2 separate regions of the Lactuca sativa genome follow, and region 1 is linked to region 2. A link is a contact called in public Hi-C data. All regions are on one chromosome and are shown on one strand. Each heading gives the region's core, a stretch centred on a gene start, on an enhancer-like site or on the middle of the called end of the contact. The rest is flanking DNA. Distances are from core to core; before and after follow the strand shown.

Region 1 (2,700 bases), core at 174-2,673, 150 kb before region 2:
TTTACGTGTTTATATGTATTTTTATGTATGTTACGTACATTTTATATATGTTTTTATGTATTACGTATTTATATGTATTTTTACGTATTTATGTATTTCTTAAAGTTTTTATATTTATTTTTATGTATTTTAAATGTATAAACATATTGTTTTACGTATTTATTTGTATTTTTTAAGTATTTTACATATTTTTTGTGTATTTTTATGTGTTTTTATGTATTACGTTTTTATACGTATTTTTACTTATTTCTACATTTTTTATTTAGATGTTTATGTATTTTTCTGTATTTAAAAATATAACTTTATTATTTTTATATATTTATGTATCTTTTTACTTCAAGAATGTTCACAATTTCATTTAATTCGCACAACTTTTTTCAGTACGTCAAGATGGTTTTTTCTGTATACATACATATTTTAAGCATTTCCCATGCGATGTTTAATTTCAACCATCCAGACATACTTGGGAAAATTATACAAATTATATTAAATGGTGAAAAAAAGGCTTGAAGTAAAAAATACATAAATATATAAAACAAAATATAGTTATACATTTAAAAAACATAAAAATACATAAACATCCATATAAAAGACTTTAAAAAAAATACATAAATACATAAAAATACATATAAATATGTAATAAATAAAAAACACATAAAAATATGTAAAATAGTTAAAAGTACATATAAATACATAAAAAATGCATTTATACACTTAAAATACATAAAAATATATAACCATTTATATAAAAAAAACTTTAAAAAAATACATAAATACATAGTAATTAAAAAATAATACATAAAAATAAATAAAAAAAATATGGAAAATACTTCAAAATATATATAATTATGTAAAAAAATACATTTACAAATTTAAAATACATAAAAAATATAAACATATACATATAAAAATTAAAAAAATACATTAATACGGAAAAATAGATATAAATATTTAAAATATTAAACGTAAAAAAATTTATAAAAAAATATGTGAAATTTACTTAAAAATACATATATATATGCAAAAACACGTTAATATATTTAAAATACATAAAAATACGTAAACATATACATATAATAAATTTAAAAAAATACATAAATATATAAAAATAGATATAAATATTTAAAAAGTATATTTATACGTTATATACTCGTTTTGATGAAATACACAGAAAAGTATATTTGTTTTTGAAAAATTAACAATTTTGTCTCATGGTTGCTGAACAGGTCAAAAATAATTAAAATTAATAAATTAGTCGGTTTTTTGAACTTTTCTATTTAAAAGATTAAAAAGTTTCTATTAAAAAAATAAAATTTAAGACTTTATTAAAACTTTTGCAAAAATATTATAATTTTTCTAAAATTTTATCTATTTAAAGTGAAAGAAAGATATAAGCGAGCGAAAAATTAAATATCATTTTATTTTTTTGTTTTTATTGATCTTTGAAAGAGAGAAGTAAAAAAGAAATTTAATAGATTTTATATGAATAAAAAAACAAGAGAATATTTAGTTTTATAAAGGAAAACAATCGCCTCCTTTCATATTGGCTATGGTTCTTGATGGCTCAAACACAAATGCGCTAAAAAGCAGTTTTTACCTCTTCGGTTCATTCCACAACCTCCAAAGTCTCCGACTTCATCCTCCTTTCTCTCTCTAGAAACCGTTTCTCTCTCATTTTATCTTCAAACTTCAATCCCTACCAAATCCAAAAGCGTCGCCTAATAATTAAACTAATCTAAAGCTAAAGCACGAACCTAAAATCATGTTCACTTACATATATGTATAAACGCACTACTAAGTTATCATCCATCCTCTCAAATTTCTCATCAGAAAAAAGGAATTTTCTCATGGCATTCTCTTGTTTCTGAGAGAATCAATCATATATCGGTACTTGTGATCGTCATGGATCAAATGTATGGCTTCCACTCGACATCCGATTACACAATTCCACCGGAAAACAACCTGATTCTTCCGTCGGAGCACCACGGATTTCATCCACCCGTCTATCACAGCTGGCCGTTTTACGGATCCGATGAGTTGCTATCTGCTGCTGCCTCAGTCGTAACGGATGCGGTTTCGATTGATACTACTCATCAGATTATTCTTCCAAAACGTCGAACCAATCGACAACATGATCTTCAAGCAAAAAATAACGGAGATAACGATGATGATGATGATACTTCTCGCGATACAATCAAGCACAAAATCGCGTCTCATCCTTCCTACTCCAAGTTGCTCGATGCTTATATTGATTGCCACAAGGTTTTAAAAGCAAAATATCGCGATTTCTGAAGCGCTTTTTCCTGTTTTCTTCAACATTTTGTTCCTTTTTCGTTGCGAAATTAGTATTCCAATAGGGAACTACTAAGTTTGCATCACTAACCTTTTTTTGTGGACGATGAACGTACGCGTAATATGAGTGATTTAACCGAGCCTAGCTAAATCCTCGATTTATCTAACATTTATAAATAAATATTCTTCAATGGCAACCGAAATTTTCGTCTATATATGAATAAATTCTTATTAATTGTTGCCTTTTTTCTGTTACACAGGTAGGAGCGCCACCGGAAATCGCGTGTTTGTTGGATGATATCCGTCTCGAAAATGGCGCTCGTAAACGAAACGCAACCGCTTCCACTTGCTTAGGAGTCGATCCTGAGCTCGACGAATTCATGGTTCGTCTCTCCATTACTTCGAATT
Region 2 (2,700 bases), core at 161-2,660:
ATAAACTGATTCATTTCCATTTGCAGAAACTGTAACTTCTCTTGCAAAATAGTCAACATTAGTCAACGCATCAGTCACAGATTTCAAAACAGCTTGTCTTACTGAATCTTGAAACGGGTTACTATTCCTTGTGGTATTCCCACAAACAGCAGTGTCGTTAGGTCCAGAATACTCATCGAAGAAACTGTAGTTCTGGAATCGCATAAAACAGCCATCGAGATAAACCCTAGCTCCAGTGTAAGGAAAGCAACGGGAGACAAGATAATGGGCTGAATCATAACAGATGATGCAATCGCTTGTAGAAAGATCGCCATAGCATTGAGAAAGCCCGAAATTACCATCGGGTCCTGTGCCTGAATTTGCTGTTCCGAGAAGAGAAGATTGTACTTGGGTCCCGATCTTATCGGCTGTTTGGATGAAGTTTGAACTGAAGAGTATTGGGTTGTTTTCTATCTGATTATTGCATGATAATTGGATCATTTCGTTTCTAGGAGCCCCCTCTGATGTAGTTACTATAAGTAAAAGTATGATGAAGTTGATAAGAATAGATTCCATTGCTATCGATTTCTTCAAAGCGGAAGTGAATTGAACTTGTTGATCTGGGTTGATTATGAGAATATGATATATGGTTCGATTCCTTCTTCATTTGCAGACGAAATTGCTAAAATAGGTTTTCTTCTGGTAGTGAGGCTGTTGAACAAACAATTGTAAATTAGGTAAATTCTTTGAGTCGAAGCAAAGATAAAGATGATGATGATATCATGGACTATATTTATTGCAATGTTCCCAAATTAGAAAATTCAAGTAGAAATTTACTTGTTCACACAATCGAATAAGTTAATTTTGCTCATTGCAATTCACGAATTCCAACGTTTTTGTATAGATTCGATTTCATTCAAGCAATAAAAAAATAGATATATTTTAGTCTCAAAAGTATATAATCAGATAGTACATAATCGGTTGGAAACAAAACTGAAATCGAGCAAATAGCAATTTGCAGGTCTGGATCAAAAGTAAACTTGAAAAAAAAAAGGCAAAAACGATATCAATTCAAAAGAATTAAAGAACTAACCAGCATAATTGAAATTTTCAGCTTCGATTATGGTTTTACATTCAAATCAAATGTACTGATGGAAAAAAAATGAGAGAGGAAGGAAGAATAGAACTTCAGCATCGATTGTAGTAGAAATTCAGCTGCTGGATCGAATAGAGCAGGTGTTGGATTTGAATTCTTACCATTTGTTGCAGTTTGAGTTGGAATGGAAGCCCTGTTGAAGAAGAGAGTACAAATGTTGATTTTTTTTTGGAAAGCGGAATGATTCAGACAGGAAGGTTGGCTGCAGGTTGAAGAATCCATTCTATTCAATGGTTGTTGACGCTGACGCTATTGACCTATTTGGACCTTCAACACGTTTATTAGGTAAAAAACCATTTTCTAAATCGATTGGCATATATATATTTATAAAAAGTTTTTTCTTTTTCTTTGTTTTACTGTATCTATACTAAAAATACTAAAATTCTAAGTTGTTTTGTCTTAGGGTGAGATGTATTTGGTTTGTAACAGAAAAAACTGAAACTCAAATCAAATTGAAATTGAATTCATACCAAATCAAATTCCAATTCGTTTTTTTTTTTTTTTTAATTTCAAACAATACCGAATTTCAATGTTTCTTTCAAGCTCCCACCGATGATTCTCCGCTCCCTCACGCTACTTTATAACGCCAATTGTTCGGCTCTTTGGTCTACCTAACTGTCATTCGTGTGGACATTGCCTATGCAACTCCTGTTGCTAGTCAATTTATATCATCTCTACGTACCTCTTGCTATATTATTGTTGTAAGAATTCTTCGATATATAAAAGGGTGAATGTTTTGTGGCTTACATTTTTCATCAGCATCCTCCTTGGAGCTTTGTGGGTACTCTCATGTTAATTGGAATGAAGATGCTATTGATCGTCGCTCAACAATGGGTGATTGTTTTTTCCTTGGTTCCTCCCTTGTCTTCAGGCATAATAACCAATATCTCACTGACTGCTCTTCAACAGAACTTGAATATCGTGTTATTGTTGACACCACCCAAGAACTTGTTTGGCTTCGATTGGCATGGGTATCGCTCAATCATCCAATACAGTTCTTTGGTGCGACAACTACAATGTCATTTGAATACCTCATAATGATATTTTTCACGAACGTATCAAACAAATACACATTGATTTTCATTTTGTTCACCAACATGTTCTTTATGATATTATTCGCCTTCTATCAATCTCTACCACTAATCAAACATATCTCTTCACCAAAGCTCTCCTGCATGGTCACAATTCTCCAAAGTCAAATTGGTCTCTCATCAAGCACCCCGAGTTTGAAAGAAGGGGGAGGGTGGAAGGGGTGTTAACGACATTTAGAATTTATCAACTTTTTTTTTATATATGTTTTGTAATTAGCCTTTTCCTAAGTTAGATCAAAGTTTAAGTCTATATATTGTCAATATAACTCATTGTAACAAATACATCATCAATACCATCTTTCATATCAAACGTTTTGGCATATAACCGTGGGAGTTTTAATTAACATAAACTGTCAATTTCTTTCTATATGTAAACTATGATATCTTGTTGAAAACACTTAGAATATTTTAAATGTAAGTTATAAATTGTTGGGTCACCCAACAAGTGGTAGATCGAGAACAAAATCTAACTGG

The links. Hi-C and Micro-C count contacts between places; a contact is called where the count stands out from the background.
Region 1: a Hi-C map of seed shows a contact between it and region 2, with 5 times the contacts expected there. The contact joins the promoter of LOC111902021 here to the promoter of LOC111902017 in region 2. A contact is called at or near these places in 2 of 4 Hi-C or Micro-C datasets (leaf and seed).

The regions. Positions count from the first base shown.
Region 1 is chr8:292,650,160-292,652,859 of Lsat_Salinas_v11, reverse strand. It overlaps LOC111902021 (homeobox protein knotted-1-like 6), which reads left to right and starts at 1,423. Exons shown (of 5, transcript XM_023897893.3): 1 at 1,423-2,262; 2 at 2,553-2,675. The coding sequence starts at 1,903.
Region 2 is chr8:292,497,049-292,499,748 of Lsat_Salinas_v11, reverse strand. It overlaps LOC111902017 (cysteine-rich receptor-like protein kinase 2), which reads right to left and starts at 1,410. Exons shown (of 7, transcript XM_023897887.3): 1 at 1,237-1,410; 2 at 1-690. The coding sequence starts at 555.